Linked DNA regions of Zea mays: all the other regions are linked to region 2. The links are chromatin contacts, called in public Hi-C maps. All regions are on one chromosome and are shown on one strand. Each heading gives the region's core, a stretch centred on a gene start, on an enhancer-like site or on the middle of the called end of the contact. The rest is flanking DNA. Distances are from core to core; before and after follow the strand shown.

What was found. A called contact is a pair of places that touch in the nucleus more often than the background predicts.
Region 1: a Hi-C map of leaf shows a contact between it and region 2, with 7 times the contacts expected there. The contact joins the promoter of LOC100282318 here to the promoter of LOC100272467 in region 2. A contact is called at or near these places in 3 of 25 Hi-C or Micro-C datasets (ear, leaf and tassel).
Region 3: a contact with region 2 is called in a Hi-C map of tassel, with 2.4 times the contacts expected there. The contact joins the promoter of LOC542753 here to the promoter of LOC100272467 in region 2. A contact is called at or near these places in 2 of 25 Hi-C or Micro-C datasets (ear and tassel).

What each region holds. Positions count from the first base shown.
Region 1 is chr3:150,046,421-150,049,120 of Zm-B73-REFERENCE-NAM-5.0, reverse strand. It overlaps LOC100282318, which reads right to left and starts at 1,398. Exons shown (of 3, transcript NM_001155230.2): 1 at 1,156-1,398; 2 at 836-1,039; 3 at 1-22. The coding sequence starts at 1,255.
Region 2 is chr3:149,666,265-149,668,964 of Zm-B73-REFERENCE-NAM-5.0, reverse strand. It overlaps LOC100272467, which reads left to right and starts at 1,345. Exons shown (of 10, transcript NM_001146939.1): 1 at 1,345-1,970. The coding sequence starts at 1,567.
Region 3 is chr3:149,214,845-149,217,544 of Zm-B73-REFERENCE-NAM-5.0, reverse strand. LOC542753 (chloroplast srp54 receptor 1) reads right to left here and starts at 1,379. Exons shown (of 11, transcript NM_001112262.1): 1 at 1,079-1,379; 2 at 866-970; 3 at 687-760; 4 at 542-600. The coding sequence starts at 1,372. It overlaps LOC100284661 (CFM6), which reads left to right and starts at 2,306. Exons shown (of 5, transcript NM_001157556.3): 1 at 2,306-2,682.

The sequences.
Region 1 (2,700 bases), core at 149-2,648, 380 kb before region 2:
TCAAGCGCGTTCTTCAGGGGGGCTGCAGTTGTGACACAGACCATGTAAAGGATGCAGAAATGGAGTGGAATTATGTACTCCATAACAGCATATACTGTCAAGAATGTTGACGTGCTCCTCTGTTGATAAGGTTTTGCAAGAAAGGAATAAAGGAAAGCATACACATCATGGGAGACATGCCTTTGTTAAAGCCCAAATACCCCCGTTTTTTTTATTTCTTCAGGTAGTGTAGGTCATTTCACCATCACTGAGTCAGTGTGCCGACAATGTAATCTTGAGTTCCTGTTTGGCAGAGAATTACACAAACCTAACATCCTAATGATGTGATGCAATAATGCACCATGACAACCCATTGTGCACCTAATTTGGCAGTAATGCACATGGTGAGCTCGGTGAGCTGGGCCTGTGAGGTCTAAGGATGGTAATGGATCACGATCTAAACATTTCTTCACAATTTGATCGAGCTCTTAATTAATTTTAGTTAAAAATTGAATATAAATAGAGCCCATCTCAATTTTATCCTATCCTTGAATTTTATAGTGTACAATCTAGAGTCCATTGCCACCTATGTCTAATTGTATTTTAACTGAAGGTTAAAAATCAAATATTGAATTGTGTTGCACAATTTGTCTTCATGGCATCAATGCTGTTAATTGCTGAATGAATGAATGTAAGCGAAACGTCGTCTTAAAGTTTGCAGGAGAAGCCAGAAATACCCCCCGACCCCGAGCATTTTATCCATGTTAATCCCCTTGCAGTAGGTGCGTGCGGGCAGGAGATCTGAAACGAACGAGGAGCAAGGCAGGGAGGAGGGAGGGGGTGGCGAAGGACATACTGGCGATGGAGTAGTTGTACTCGGGCGCGCCGAAGAGGAAGCAGTCGGCCTGGCAGACCTTGGCGCGGAAGGCCTCGACGGCGGGCGGGAAGACGGTGCCGCTGCCGCTGCCGGTCTCAAGGTCGGTGTTGATGATGGGCAGGTCGGAGATGTCGAGCTCGTCGATGCGGAGCCCCGGGATGGAGTCCTCGCACACCTCCGCGGCTGCCGGAGTAGTTAGTTGTGCGAGGCAGCGAAGCCGTGAGTAAGCAGTGATAGGCACGCCAAGAGGAAGGAGGAGGGAGGCGAAGAGCAGGGGGATGGGGGGAGGGGCAGCGTACCGGCGCGGAGGAGGCCGCGGTTGAAGGAGGCCTTGCGGAGGGAGCCGCAGATGGCAGCCACGCGCAGGACGGGCCTCGCCGACGCCGCCGCGACTTCCATGCTTGGACCTGGACTTGGGGCGGAGCTGCGAGTCCGACTAGTCGGGTTGGGAGAGGGTTGGTCGCCGTGCTGGTGCTGGTGCAGGTGCACGACGCGGCGGGGAAGCCAATAAATACGCCAGGCCCGTGCGTCAGCCACTCAGCTCGGTCAGCCCGAGTCGAGTGCGCCACCGGCGATTCCACGATTCTTTGTGCAAATCATTGGGCTTTTCCGCTTTTGTGTAATTGTGTTTTTTTTTGTCACGGGAGTCCGGCGCGGCCGGCCGGCGGCGGCTACTAGGAGCCAGTGTTGGGCAGTTGGCAGCCGGCGGCTCATGAGTTGAGTTCATGACTCATCGTCGGCGGATGAGACCTCAGTTCAGCTGGATGGATCGGTTTGCTGGCCAGTTTTTGGAGACCGCCGCGAGCACCAAGCGCGGGCCGACACGGGAATTGAGAGAGAAAGAGCTGCTGGGTGGCCCAAAGGCCCCCAACCTGCAGCCCGTGAGCCCGTCTTTCTATGGGCCAGTCAGCACTTGATCGTCCAACAAGGTAGCACATGATATTTTAAATTTTAAAAGACGAACTACGAACGAACAGTTTTTTGTTTTCTTGTGATAAATCATTCGAAAATATGCTCGTTATCTAAAATAAAAGGTATACTTAAAATACACCAAATAGCTCCAATCACATCTTTAGTTATACCCACTAGTGACTAAGGCGCGCCTAGCGCGCGTCAATTTGTATAGTTTTATAGAAAAGGAGCAAGGGTATAATGATTTATGTTCAATTTTGACAACAGTTTGAACGGCTGATATTTACACATGTATTGCTTGAAACAATGGAATACTTTTACTAAGCAGTTAGTATGATCCAAAGGATAAGTATACATGTGTGTGTTGTACTTTACAAATCAACAGCGTATAGTCTTTCAGTCCTAATTAAGTGGGTCGCCATCCAAATTAGATACAAGCTATACTACCCTATCTGTTTCTAGCGATTAGTACCACAATTGAAGGGTGATTTATATGTATATTTAGTTACAAAAGGGTCGATCAAACTGATAACAAGAGTTGACCAAAAATGTAAAGAAGAGTTGAATCTCAATTAGTCTGATGTGATTCATATGTCTTGGGGGTCCTTTTGGTCTGTGGGATCATTGATTTTTTTAGGGGTCCTTGTTTGAGCCTGCTAAATAAAATGTAGAATATTAATAATCTTCCTGATCGTTATGTAATGGAGTACAAACATACGGCCTGTAAATGCATGAGTACGAACAGTAGACATTGATGATGGATACAAGATAACTACGTAGAAGGTTACCTTTTTTGAGGAGACTGAAGAGGAGCATTGACTTTTTTTTACCTTTATCAGTTTTCTGTAGTTGTTAAATTGGAATGAGTGAGTTGTACATAAATGCATTTAAATGTTTATCGAACTCACATGATAGTGGAAAACAAAAACTTA
Region 2 (2,700 bases), core at 96-2,595:
GCCGGCCCGAGCTCGTAACCAACCGTGCCGGACCGGGTTTAGACCGGGCTAAATTCGTGCCGTGCCACGGGCCAAATAGGCGGCCCACACTGTTTGGACATCTATAGCTCCCGCCAGGCCCCGGCCAGAGGCCAGTACCCACATGTCGCCGACTGCCCACTAGCTAGTAGCAGCGTCTCTGTCTGTGTGCGCGCGCGCGTGTTTTCTTTTTGCTGTTCTGCTGGCGTTGCTGTCCTGGGCCCGGCGGGACAAGGACATGGAACGGACGCGAGCTCACCAGAACAGGTCGCGACTCGCGACTCGCGAGCGTGTGCCGCCCGGCCATATGGTGCGTGCGTCTACCTCCTCTCCCTGTCGAACAAAAGATGAGCTGTCTACTGGTTAGGCAAAAAAAAACCCAGGTAATAACATCTAATAGATAGTTAGCAACATATTACTTAGGCCATATTTCAACCTTCTAAAACTGATATTTAGCGACTAAAATTAGTTGAGAGGTTTAGAACGAGTTAGCTAATAAACCAGCTAATCGTCGCCTATATCTCTTAAATAGTTATTAATTGTTACCTGAAACCATATAACAACTTATTAGCCGACTAATAATTAACTATAGGAATGGAACCAGATCTTAAGCATGTTTGAGAACCTATGATAATTGATAGCCGCTAAAATTAGCTTAGAGGTTTATAACGTGTCAGACAATAGACCAACTAATTGTTACTTATACCTCTTAACTTAAATAGCTATTAGTTGTTACCTGCTCCAACTCAGCTAAAAGCATATAACAACTTATTAGCTGATTAATAATTAGCTCTAGGATTAGAACCAGGTCTTAAGCCTGTTTGAGAACTAACCTATGATAATTGTTAGCAGCTAAAATTAACTTAGAGGTTTATAACGTGCCAGACATTAGACTAACTAATTATTAGTTATACCTCTTAAATAGCTATTAGTTGTTACCTGCTCCAACTCACCTAAAATCATATAACAACTTATTAGCTGACTAATAATCAGCTCTAGAATTGGAACCATGCCTTAAGCCTGTTGGAACCTATAATAATTAAGGTTTTCAAACAGTCCAACTAATTGTTACATCATTAGTTAGGTTGAGACAACTCAAATTAGCCAAAACTTGGAAAACAAAAAAACAAGCTTGGCTAATCACTAGTACTAATCTCATGACGCCACGTGTGGAAAACAAAAAACCTGAAACAGAAGAAAGAAATCCCCCTCCAATAATGTTCGCGTGGCCGCGCCGCCCCCTCCACCCACCCACCAAAACATAAAAAGTAAACGGGCACTAGAACCGGGACGGAGCGCAACGCAACAAGCAGCAGAGGGCCAGAGGCGAAGCAGAACAGCACCACCCGCCTTCGCCTCCACTCCCGCCCGGGAATCTTCTTCGTCCCTCCCTCACTCACGCCATTTCATTCCTTCCACAGTTCCGCCGCCACCGGCCACCACCAGCGCATATATAAAAGACCCAGCAGCGACTGCGCCACTCCGCCGCGCAGGCAGGCGGTCCCGTCCCACCACCCACCCCGCGACCGCGAGGCCGCGACCCCGCTGATGATGGCGCCGTCCCCCGTCACGTGCAGCCCCTCCGCGGCGCGGCACCGCCCGCTGCAGCTCCGCTCCCCCGCGCCGCGCGCTGCTGTCGTGGCGGCGCTGCCGCTGCGGAGGAGGGAGGCGCTGCCGCACGCGCTGTGGATCGCGGCGGACCCGTGGGCGTCGGCGCGCGCGTGGACGAGTCTGGGCCTGGGCACGGGCAGGAGGGACGCGGCGAGGTGCGCGGCGGCGGGGCAGGTCGCGGGGACTAGCAGCGCGGGCGTAGGGAGGAGCGCCGGGATGGAGGTGGTCGTCGCCGCGGCTGCGGTCGTCGCCATGGGCACGGGGAACCGTGTCCTCTACAAGCTCGCGCTCGTGCCGCTCCGGAAGTACCCGTTCTTCCTGGCGCAGTTCGCCACGTTTGGGTGCGTCCGTGCGCCTTCTCCTCCCTTCCTCCCTCCTCGCTTGCGCCCGCATTGATCGGTCGTCGTCGTAGTAGATGGCACACGCGATGCGCTGGTGGCTGTCGCTGTGCTCGACCGGATCGAGCAATGTCGCTTGGGCTTGGAAGCTTGAACAGTAGAGATTCGTCGTCTCCGTCAAGCCGTGCGCTGTCGTGGATGGTGAATCATTTCTGGCTGGGGTCCCACGTGTCTTGTGGAAAGAATAACTCGGCGAGTATTTTTTTTTGGGGGGGGGGGGGGGGGGGGGGGTTGTTGTTGCTAAATCTGGATGCCGTTGTGCGACTGCAAACTGTCGTGTTTTTTCCCCCTGGCGCCAGATAGAGATCATGAGAGCCGTCCTCTTTTCATGTCAAACGGGGTAAACAGGGAATATATATAGGCTACAGAAATAGCATTTTAATAAAAACTAGGGCTCGTTTGGTTAAAAGTGGATTGGAGGATTCAACCCCCCTCTAACCAAATAAGCTTTAGGCCTTGTTCGTTTGTACCGGATTGGTGGGTCGGAACGATTCCTAACCGAATTGTTTTTCTAGTTTATATAAACTTTGATTAGCTGGAACGATTCCAGGTGCAATCCGATAGAAACGAACAAGGCCTTACTGAGCTCTTGTTGTCATGCATCAATGATTAGCGAGTCAGTGAGTCAGGTAGCACGAAGCACAAAATGAGCCAGTGAACCAGCGGGCATCAG
Region 3 (2,700 bases), core at 130-2,629, 450 kb after region 2:
CCCGTCGGTTATCCACTACCCGTCGGATTTCGTTACCCGTCCACCCACTATAATTTTAACATTCAACACCAAACAATAATTTTGTCACAATTCATCAATTTCATCATTCTAGCAACATCAAACAACAATTTCAGTATTCCAACAACATCAATTTATTGGACAATAATATAAACAATATTCATGGAAGAACAATATAATTTACCCATGGATAATGTATGGATACCCACATGACAGATACCCATCAGGTAATGGCTATGTATACTGCATATTCCACCATGCCCGTGAAAAATTTATCAGCGGATAACTTGTTATATCCATACCAGTATCCATGATAACAAATTCCACCGTGCCCGTGCCCAATAGATAATTACACGTAGTTATCTGCCCATACTCATACTCATTGCCATCCCTAACTTAAACTAGGGCCACATAGTTCTAAGGTTATAGGACCCAGTTGAAAATCGGTGTCAGGTCAAGTTGCACAGACAAAAGTTTATCTAACTGAATACAGCGCAATCAACAATTGCAGCAGACAGTGTACCTAGCGAGGTCGTCTTTCCCCCGCCATTCACTCCCACGATCATGATGACAGCCGGCTTCCTGGCAGAAGGACAGAGCGCAATGAGACCTCGCAAGTCGCAAACCTCAATCAACAAAAGATTCTCCTAGGCAGGAGGGAGCAGAACCTGAATCCGAGATTGAGCTCCGAGTTGCCGCCCTTGCTCGTCAGCAGTTCCAGGATGCACCTTTTCAGCGCGGCCTGCAATCGACCATCAACACTGTAAAATGTAAGCCGCTAAACGGCTAAACCAACGAAAAATGATCAGTGCAACTGAAACCAGCAGCCGAGACCGATCGAGTTAACCTTTATCTCGGCGCCAGACTTGAGCTTGCCGTCGCGGATCTCCTCGCGGAGCGTGTCGACGATCCGGAATGAGATTTTGGGCCCGAAGTCCGAGACCAGCAGCGCCTGTGTGACGGGGTGTGCATCGGCAAGGAGCATCATCAGAACCGAACAGATGGGGCAGGCAGCAGAGAGGGTCAGAGGGAGAACTGAGGCAGTAGTGGGTAGGAGCACCTCCTCGAGGTCGTCGAGGACGCGGTCGGTGTCGGCAAGGTTCCAGTAAGTAAGGAGCTCGTCGACGACAGAGAGGTTCTCGCGGGTCTTGGAGAAGCCGGAGAAGAGCTTCTCCACGTCGCTCTTGGCCTTCTCCTTTATGAGGCGACCGAGGCGAGTGAAGAAGCCCGCCTGGCCGGCCGCGGCCGAGCAGCGCAGGAGACCAGCGCGGTAGCCAGAGTGGGCGCGGGCGGAGGAGGCGGCACACCCGCCGGCGGGGGACAGGAACGGGAGGACGTGGGAGGGTGCCGCCATTCCGGGCGCTGCGGATACGAGAGCTGATGGGTGGATAGCACCGCGCTTGTGTTTCTTCTTCTCGGCAGGGAGGAAACAGGACCCGTTGCCCGTTCCGTTGGGCATGGGGGCCCAAAACGAACGGGGCTCCAATGTGGACTTGAGGCCTTGAGGGCTCAAAATGAACGGGACTCTAATTTTTTTGGATGTGGGGCCCACGAAGAGGCACACCGACACACCGTGACACAAACCGCGCATCAAATCTTTTTGCTTTGTTTGGGTTGTGTTACCAAAACGTGTATACGGTAGAGTGTAGTTTAAAATAAAGTGAGAGATTATTGGGGATATCTAAGGCTAACTCTAACAGTTCCCTTTTTAAAATATCCATATTCACACTTTTATTCATATTTTAATATCCCTTCTTTTCTCATTTCACTTCATCTTCAACCATTTTCTCTATTCAGTTTTCTATACAATATTTATAGTATCATAATACATTATTTATTTATTTATTTATTAAACATGAAACTGATTAATTTCACATTTAAAAACACTGATTAGTGAAAGGAAAGATCACTGCTCGAACGGGACGTGAAGCAAGCATGAGAGACATAAGGGGTGTAATCGAATCGAACCAGATACGTACGGATATTACTTGTTTTATATTTATTTTTATATTTTTTTTCGGGTATCCATAATATAAGTTATGTAGGATAAGATTTAAATATATATTGACATCTTAAATATCTAAATTTAAGAATTCAGATGCTGATTATCTGGACTCAGATATGGATTGAAACTTAGCCCTTTTAAATAGATCAAATTCGAATATGAACAAATAATATTTGTATCATTTAGACGTGTTCGGTATCATTTTATTCTTTATATAAAAATCACCAAAAATATATAATTAGTCAGACCAGTCCGGGCACGTGCCTAGGCTTCGCCCTTGTCGACCCAGCGAAGAGCAGGCCCACGACCAGCGCTCAGCTGCCCCAAACACTAGCACGCAGGCCGCCCCCGCAGGACGCAGCTCGGCAGCCGCAGCCGCTCGGCGTAGTCCCTGCTCCCGCAGCCCCGCACCGGCGTGCCCCCGCTCCCGCAGCCCCGCGCCGGCGCAGCGCCCCCGCAGGCTTGCGCTCGGTCGCTCCAGCGCGGGCACGGCTCCGCCGGCCGTCCGCCCGTGGCCCGCGCAACGGCCGCCCGGCAAGGCCAGGCGCTTAGTCTTGCAGGCCATCCGGAAGCCGCTCGGCCGCCCGCCCCTCGCCTCTCCTCTGCAGGCCTTGTCCCCCAATAGCTCGATCCAGGAGCAAAAGACCGAACCTGTGGAGGTGTGTGCCATTTTCCTA